Linked DNA regions of Mus musculus: regions 2 and 3 are each linked to region 1. The links are chromatin contacts, called in public Hi-C and HiChIP or PLAC-seq maps. All regions are on one chromosome and are shown on one strand. Each heading gives the region's core, a stretch centred on a gene start, on an enhancer-like site or on the middle of the called end of the contact. The rest is flanking DNA. Distances are from core to core; before and after follow the strand shown. Region 1 holds the start of Lrig3 (leucine-rich repeats and immunoglobulin-like domains 3). Region 2 has its middle 42 kb from the start of Gm29944. Region 3 has its middle 71 kb from the start of Gm29862.

Evidence for each region. Hi-C and Micro-C count contacts between places; a contact is called where the count stands out from the background. HiChIP or PLAC-seq counts read pairs in DNA pulled down with a chosen protein or histone mark.
Region 2: a contact with region 1 is called in a Hi-C map of nephron progenitors, with 2.3 times the contacts expected there. The contact joins the enhancer-like site here to the promoter of Lrig3 in region 1. A contact is called at or near these places in 3 of 39 promoter capture datasets (the 3T3-L1 cell line and liver), 1 of 15 datasets of contacts at CTCF or cohesin (the NIH/3T3 cell line), 3 of 484 Hi-C or Micro-C datasets (embryonic stem cells and nephron progenitors), 3 of 115 datasets of contacts at active chromatin or transcription factors (craniofacial prominence and embryonic stem cells) and 1 of 9 other capture datasets (pancreatic islet).
Region 3: a contact with region 1 is called in an H3K4me3 HiChIP or PLAC-seq map of craniofacial prominence, with 2.9 times the contacts expected there. The contact joins the enhancer-like site here to the promoter of Lrig3 in region 1. A contact is called at or near these places in 4 of 39 promoter capture datasets (the 3T3-L1 cell line, hippocampal neurons and liver), 11 of 484 Hi-C or Micro-C datasets (embryonic fibroblasts, embryonic stem cells, nephron progenitors and 2 more) and 6 of 115 datasets of contacts at active chromatin or transcription factors (craniofacial prominence, embryonic forebrain, embryonic limb bud and 2 more).

What each region holds. Positions count from the first base shown.
Region 1 is chr10:125,964,747-125,967,598 of GRCm38.p6, reverse strand. Lrig3 (leucine-rich repeats and immunoglobulin-like domains 3) reads right to left here and starts at 1,380. Exons shown (of 19, transcript NM_177152.5): 1 at 888-1,380. The coding sequence starts at 1,123.
Region 2 is chr10:125,895,348-125,898,068 of GRCm38.p6, reverse strand. No RefSeq gene overlaps it. Among named protein-coding and RNA genes, the nearest start is that of Gm29944, 42 kb to the left of the region's middle. Within about 2 kb of position 1,263, at least 6 of the 459 cell types and tissues checked have an H3K27ac peak or open chromatin away from gene starts, as enhancers often do. A contact at or near this core is called in nephron progenitors, where this site is marked.
Region 3 is chr10:125,843,934-125,846,882 of GRCm38.p6, reverse strand. No RefSeq gene overlaps it. Among named protein-coding and RNA genes, the nearest start is that of Gm29862, 71 kb to the right of the region's middle. Within about 2 kb of position 1,557, at least 38 of the 459 cell types and tissues checked have an H3K27ac peak or open chromatin away from gene starts, as enhancers often do. A contact at or near this core is called in craniofacial prominence, nephron progenitors and uterus, where this site is marked.

The DNA of each region.
Region 1 (2,852 bases), core at 131-2,630:
GGCCAATATTGTCAGGACCTACGAGTGTTTAAGAGCTGAGAATGTCTGCTAGGCCTAAATTTCAGAATCTTTAAGTATGAAGTGATTTGATTTCTTTTAAACGGGACAACTTCTTTTTTTTTTAAGTGCAACTTTTGCTTTTTTGCTTATGGCTTAAACGCCCCCTCCAATTTTAACAAAATTAGGGGTTGGGAGAGAATAAAGAGAGCTGACATTTGTAAGGACTCGCATTTCCAAGTAAATTATATTTTCTTCCGTGTTCTATCCACACAGTTGGCAGTGACTTCGGGGTTTCTGGCTTCCCAGCTAAAATCCGCCAAACAGCACTCAGCGCAGGCTCTAAACTTGCCCAGATCTCGGTTGTGAAAACCTACTTCCTTTGCTTAATCTACCCGATCAGTCTTCGCACCCAACTTCTCACAGTAACCAAGACGCAGACGCATTTCAAAGTGGCCCGGGAGCGAGGCTGATGGTCTGCTAATGTGAAATTAAGCACTGCGGAGAGAAAAAGTCTGTGCGGCTTTGCTTGAGCAAGGGGGGTTATAAGAGAAAGGCGCGCCTGCAGTGACCGTCTAGGGACCCTAACTAACCCCTGAGAAGCTACAGTTGGGCCAGTTTCCTACATAAACTCAGAAGAAAACTTGCAAAATACAGTGTCTCGCAGACTGGCTCCCAATCGCAGGCGTCGGGTCTGCTGGCCTAGGAGTGGCGACTCAAGAACCCACCTGCGCGGATGCAGAGGGAGACTGAGTCCCCCCACAGGGCTCCGGTAGCGGCCTGGGCGCTGTATAGTGCGCTCTGAGCCCCGGGCCTAGGCGGACTCTTCTGGTCTCGCACCCCTGGCGGGCCGGTCTCCTTCACCCCACCGGAATGATACTGATACTCACAGCCGTGTGACCCAGGCCGGGAGAGGATCGGGAAGGCGAACCAGCCGCCGCCGGCTGCAGTCCAGCAGGTCCCCGAGGCAGTGGCAGGCGGCTGGACACGGGCGCTGCGCATCGTCGTCCAAGAGCTGCCCGGGAGCCCCGTGGCCTCCGCTTCCCGCCGGGCCCGCGCGCCCCAGCCCCGCGCACAGCAGCAGTCCCAGCGCCGCGGTGGCCGCTCGGAGTCCGGGAGCACCCATCGCCGCGCGCCCCGCCGCCTCCGGTTCGGCCCGGAGCTCTACAACCTCGCGCACCCCCAAAAGCACCGACTCCCAGACCGGGCTGGACACGCCGATCGCCGCCTCGTGCTCCTGGTGGCTCAGTCCCCGCACTGAAGGCCTCGCATGCCCCTGCACAGCGGGAGAGCCAGCAGCGGAGGACCGGCAGCCACGGTGAAGGCAGCCCGAGCGGCGTCCGAGAACGGGATGGCACGCCGAGAAACTTTTCCGCCTGCGGCGGGCGGCGGGGCGCGATGTCCCGGCGCGGCGGAACGGCGAGGCGGGGCGAGAAGGCGGGCGCGCGCCCATTGGCCCGCCTGGCACCCGCGGCCACGTGACAATAACAAGGCTCCAGCCCCGAGCCGGCGCCCGGGAGAAAGTGGAGCTGAGATTGTAGGAAATTCCGAGTTACATTTTCCAGCGTCTGCAGCCAGCAGTCTCCGCTATGTCCTGAGAACCATAGATCAGATGGAATGGGAGGGCAAGAGCGAGCCAGCGAAGGAGCGAGCCAGCGAAGGACTGAGCCGGCTGGTGCTCTGAGCTGCAGTTACTTAAGGGAAACTTTAGAGAGTACAGTTAAAGTAGTTGCAGTGTTCCAAGGCCTTTCAATTCCTAGCGAGAGAACTGTGTCGATTATTATATTGTTGGCGAATGAAACAGTGGCTTTCATAAAAAAAATTAATATCGGTGCCAGTGAGGTCTTTTATGCCCATAAATTGGACATATATAATGTATATGTATGCGTATTTGTATATGATGTATATGTATAGCCTGGCAACCCAGCACTGTATGGAAGAGGCAGGCAGACCTATGAGTTTCGGGCCGGCCAGGACAACACAGTGAGACCCTGTCTCAAACGTATGTGCACATGGATGGATGGCTAGATGGATGGACAAAGGACATGGTTTGGGATATGGGAGCTTGGTTTATAATAGATGGAGCTGGAGGGAATGATAATAAATTAATAAATAACTAAATAAATTAATAAACTAAATAATAAATTAATAAATCCAAGTTGGCAATCAGATTCCAAACAATAGTAGCTAAGAAGAATAAAAGCAACCACACTAATATATGCTAAGACCTTGAAAGAAAAAGCACACGTGCGCATGCACACACGAACGCACGCACAAACACACGTGCACATGCACACACATGCTTACACACACACACACACACACACACACACACACTTACCTTAGTCTACCTGCCTTTTGAATGATGACATTCTTGACTGAAAAGTCTACCAGACTTAAATAAGCTTATCTGTCTGTGGGGTATATTGAGGGAGGAGGTAGAACCAAAATACCAGGCACCCCTGAAGTCTGTCTGGATGTACTCAGCCTGTAACCTGGGTAGCAAGGTGTTGAAAATAATGGAGACCTCAGAGTTGATCTGCTAACACCTCAGGGAAAATAGGTCCCAAAGAGATACCTAACATTTTGTAGGGTGACATAAACTAATTTTAAGGCTCTGTTTCTGTAGGTTGTTGGCTGCATGGTATCTGCCCAAGCATGTCTGTGACTTGGGTTACTTAATCAGCTAGTTGATGCAGGATGAGATAGCTGATGGAATTGAGACTTTAACCCCATGACCATTGACTTGCACTGTAGCGTTCACCTGTGTAAGCACGGCCATTCATGGGGAAATAAAAGACTCTGAAGTTGGCACACCCTAGTTTAGGTGAGATATCCCCTCCCCTTTCTTCTGC
Region 2 (2,721 bases), core at 14-2,513, 69 kb after region 1:
TTTCTTTCAGTTTTCCAAAGTTATGTTTAGCCTGTCCACATTTTAAAGGGTGAATAAAGAATATATTTGTATTTTTCTATTCAATATACACTACTTAAGAGGTGCTTTGTCTATTTCCTCCACCTTCGCATAGCTTTGCAGCAATAGACTCTTTAAAATACCACATCATTTTTACACCCTGCATTTTCCATGGGTACAGTTGCGTTACTTCTTTAAGGGCCAGCTCAGTCATCATTCATCTTTCTCTGACCCTTTAAGAAACATTCTGACTTTCCTCTCAAGACTTAAATCAACCAGAAGATCCTTGGATGGTCTGCATGCTTTATAACGAATTCCACATTTGCATCTCAACTGTTATTTTTGATGTGTGTCTCCCCAAGTCTGTGATGGTCTTTCTACTGATGAGAACTGTGTGGCCAGTGTTCCATTTAGATGGTAGAGTATAACAGGACACCTGACACAAGCTTGGTAACACTTGGTAAATAGATGCAGGCATAATGATGACAGAATATCTGTATAAGATGTATGGCTTTCTTTGTGGAAATATAGTAGTTATAAAGAAACTGAGCATAAAAGACATAGTGATTGCTCTCTCACTAGGCACAGTCCTTGAATCACTAGTATATGCAGCACTTAATAAGCACCTGCAGACAGACAGACAAAGATATTCAATGCATCCCCTTAGAATCACAGAGATTCTTACTTTATTATAAACCAGGGAGAGTGCTGTGATACAGATGCAGCCTAAAGTAGAAACTCATTAAATTCCAAAGGACAGACTCAAAATAGCCTTAAGTGACTTACAGTATTTAATTCTCCAAGTCACACCACGGGATATGCCCAATAAAAAGGATTGTCATTTTGTTTATGAAATCCTTTTGTCTCAAGTCAATTGATCTTGCATTTTAGCTACAAAACATTATCACTTTGCACGGGGGAGGACTTTTAGAAATGTAAAACCCTCAGAAATGTTATAGTGTTCGATACAAGTCACATAACCCTGATATCTGCTTAGCAATGATTCAGCTGCATGATCTACATCGGTAGTGTGTTAGCAGAACATTTCCTTGTTGGGGAGGGGAGGAATTCCAAATGATTTCAACTTGACTTTAACTTGTTAAGATCATATTCTAACAGAACTGCTGCACAACTGAGTTGTTTTCTAAGCAAATGAAGCATGCCGCCTGTCCCCTCCAGCCCTCCAGCCCCTGTGCTCTGGTTTCAAACACACTGCAGCTGCTGTTGCCTCATCATGGACAGCAACCATCCCCTCCCTGAGATAATTAGTGTTACAGATACCATTTATAACTCCAGGCACACTGCATCGCAACTATGCTCTACTCTTAAGGAAATGAGACACACCGATTTCTAGACTGAATCCAAATGGAGGTACAGAACCTCAAAACTAAAATCGTCAAAATTGAAAGGAAATTTTTGTGAGGATGATATCACCTCAAATCCAGTACCGTATCCAAATACTGCGCTTCAGGGTGTGCATCTCATCTGACTACAAAAATATAGCCACATGCAAACACATGCATGCGCATGTATGTTAGTGTGCATGCAATGCATGAAAACTACTCATTCACTCATGCTCACAGCACCATATTATGCAAATTAGCCAATCCTATTTAGAGTAGAGCGATAAAATGTGTCATCAAAATTTAAATGGATGGGTGAATAACTAAACAGTACATTTTCTCATCTCCACCTTCTCAAATTCCCAATTAACTTCAGTGGTATCGGTTGGCACCTCTTCCCTACCCCACTCCTTCCTACCAACTTCTAAGCCTTTGAAATTCTACCCTCTCAAAAGGAGGCAGGATGCCCTCTGCTTCCATGCTTCCCTGGTGAGGTGAGACAGATTCCTTCCCTTTGTTCTCCTGACTGAATGGCCCTAAGTGTACAAAAAGGCCCTGGAGGTTTTCAGTCATTGCTGGCTTTAAGCGTTTCTTAACATCTGACATCGGATGGAACTCTCATTTATAATAATAATTTTAAAAAAGTGTGTGATCAGTTTTCAAATCATGTGACTAAGGATGTCGTACATATGAAAATCGCCCTTACTTGCCTTTCCTTCTTCACAGAGAACACTGTAAGAGCTGGGCGGGAATAGGAGCTAGAATGTGGGGAATACTGTTAGTCTGTCCTCAGCATAGCAAGACTATGGTGCTGAACTGGCAGGATGGGAACTGGGAAGGAGGCCATTTTGCCTAATTTGCCCTCTAATTCCTAGTCCTCAGAAAGTAGATTGGACAACTGTGGGTTTTTTTTTGTTTGTTTGTTTTTTGTTTTTTGGTTTTTTTTGAGTTTGTATGGGTGACACGAATATGAGTGTTTGTGAGTGTGTGTTTGAATGTGTGTGAGTATGTGTAAGTGAGTGTGTGAGTGTGTGTAACTATGTTTGAGTATGTGTGTGTGTGCATGCCTGTGCATGCACATGTGCATTTGGAGGTCAGAGGTTGACATTGGTACCCTCCTCTATTGCTCTTCACGTTATTGTTTTGAGACAGTGTCTCTCTCTGAATCTGAGCTTGCTATTTTGGTTGGCTAGACATCTCATGGGATCCACCAGCCTCTGTTCCTTATAACATAGGGTTTCTGTACCAGGAACCCTAGCATTTTGTGGGTTCCTAGGGTCCAAACTCAGTTCTTCGTGCTTGCACAGCAAATATTTTACTCACTGAGCTAGCTCCTAGGGGGAAAAAAAACAAAAAACTT
Region 3 (2,949 bases), core at 308-2,807, 120 kb after region 1:
GAGAGAAGGACAATGGTGGAGAGGGATGGTTTCTCTTAAAAACGGAGTCTGGGTTAGAAGAAATAGCACAGTGTGGAGAGCATTCCGTCAGCTGGGGTAGATTTATATCAGTTGACTGAGCTGTAAAGTTTTCTAATGGGAAAGGACTTTGGGGGCTTCTTTCCTACCCCACAAGCAAAGTGAGTGAAGCATAAGGATGGGTAGACAATAGCTCTATCGTGTTCAAGCTGACAGCCCCGGCTCTCCAGTCACACGTACAAACCCTGTTCTCTAACACTGTCCTCTCTGGCTACAGAGGGAAGTCACTGTGGGAGGTCACTGAGTCTTCTGGTGGAGAGGATCCTAGTTCACATGGCTGCTGAAGGCCAGGAGGAACATCCCAGAACAGAGGCCCTGTGAACTGCATGTGGTCACTCGGAGAAGATCAGAACCAGGGTGTAGTACTTGGTCTACAGCTGCTATTTCTCACTGGCTTATTTCTGGTGTCTTTTAGATGTGCCAGGGGATTCTTGAATGAACTCTTTAATGAATGAGTCAACCAATGGGAAGTTAGCGAGCACAGAGTGTCTGTCTGTCCGTCTGTCTGTTGCAGGAAGTTCCACGATAAACGTGCTTTAGTCCTGGGATACAAGGTGACCATTAAACTTTGAAGTAGCATGGAGTTAATTTGGACCTACAGAGTTTAACACACAGCAACGGTCTACATGTAAATTTTCACTCAGGCAATGAGAAAATAGATTTGGAGCTAGGAGTGAGATAGGAATGCAGATTTAAAGAGTTGAGGGGGAAAGGAGATTAAAAAAAATACAATGCAAATTATCGAAATGCTTACCGTTCCTCTTCAAAGTGGACTGAACCTTCCTGTGAAAACACGGAATCTTTTTCTGTCATGCTAACCTCTCTCTGTTTTATTTTGGGTTTTGTGTGTTTACTTGATTTTTTTTTAAGACTTTTATTTTTCTGGGGCTCTGGGTTTGAACTCAAGCAGTTAGATTCTAAAACTGAGGAGTACACACACGGGAGTGGTGCTGTTTACTGGAACAAGTGATTTGTTTTATTGCCTAAATTTTGAGTCCTTTAGTATGTTTTCTAAGAAGTCATCTGGTTTGGAAAAGTATCGCCAAAATGATACTGGAGGGCAAGAACCAAGTCTCTGTCAGAGTTGAAGGGAAGGCATAAGTAACTGATCTTCAAGAACACATTTGCTAATAGAAGATCTGTGTCTACTAATTTATAGCCACTGTGTGTTGGAAACAATATTTAAGTGGTTAGTTTGAAGAGAAGCCAGCTTTGTAGCCTGCGGGTCTCAGTTCTGTCGGTCATAGGAAGAATGGAGTGAAATAGAGCCCAGAAAGAGGGTTCAAGGAGAGGTCTGGTTTTAAACGCATTTTAAAGGGAGACCTCACACCAGCATCGTTACAGTTCCTGTCAATTCCCAGACAGTGAGTGCATGCAAGCCGCTTGGCGGGGCGGCTGACCTCAGCTGCAGAGCCCCCAGCCCCTGGATAAGCCGGTCGCCTTCACAGATCATCCTTTGAAAAGCGCCAGTCCGATGGCATCCGCCCTGACCTCCGTGTCATGGGACTCACATTCTTGTTATGGCTCTGTCTGTGGCTCACCAAATGTCCCCGGGAAAGTCATTTAGCAGCCGCTTTGGTTTCCTGTCTGAATACCTGACCCTCCTGTCTTGTGGGGATGCTACAGAAACGAACGAAGGGAAGGTATGAGAGGACGCTTTGTATCCTCCCAAGACACGTGCTCCGTGATTCAGAAGGATCGTTATTAATACACCCAGACTGAAGACCATAAACCAGGCAGAACAATAAACAGACTGGTTGAAATTATCCATAGTGTCCCTCTCTGTCTAAGGCAGGTCTCTTTTGTCAGCTGCTGTTAGCACCTAATGATCCCCTGTTCTTACTTTAAGTATTTAATCAGTAATCTTATGTGAGGCTGGTTTGGTAAAGCAAAGAAGAGGGGAGGGAAGGGAAGGGAAAGGAAGGGGAGGGGAGGGGAGGGGAGGGGAGGGGAGGGGAGGGGAGGGGAGGGGAGGGGAGAAAAACCTGTATGGAGATAAAAGTAATGTGATCTAGGGACAGGTTGATCCAAGGACTGGGTTTGTGTTTGCTTTTATAATTTAGAACAGAGTTTTACAAACTCATACCACCACTGTCCACCGTGACCAGCACCCAAATAACTAAGCAACAGGCAGCAGCTGAGCCCCCCACCCCTGTGGTGCACTGCTGAGGTTAACACCGAGGTCCACAAACAGTCAGCCAGAAAACTATCAGTCCTCAGAGGGCCACGGTGTTCTCTGGCAAATCTTAAATTTGCGGTGAGCGGCTGAGTCTATCTCCTGCAATTCCTAAGCTGGGAAATCTGAGAAAATAAATACATGAGAGATTGAGACCTCAGAATAAACACGTGCAACCCGAGCCCTCGGTACTTACGTTTATATTTAACAGTGATTAAGTACTAGGATCATGTAAAGGGTTGTAATTTCATCAGGAGGCATGAAATACTGATTTTTTTTTAACCTGACCAAATAAAAAGATTGACTGGGTTTGTTTGTCCGTTTGTTTTTGTTGGCTTTCCCATTGCTGCCGACTGAATCCAGGGTACAGTCCTGCAGGGGTACATCCTCAACCACTGAGCCATACCCTCAGCCGGATTGAATGTTTTTCCGAGAGAGAAAGAAGAAATCGAACTGTTAGGAAAGCCGCAAGTAATTCTCGTTGATGCATGGTGGACCAGATAGAAACTGATAATGAAATAATTGTACTGGGTAATTCTGGCATTTCTGCTGAGATTTGTAGAGTGGCAATCCTGAGACTAGGAACTGGGGGTGCTGGCCCTCCAGGAAGTCCAGTCACCATCAGCTGGGAGAGTCTCAGGTTGACTTCCTCTCCATGTCCCCGGGAAAGTCCTATCTTTCCCTGTCTGGATAAC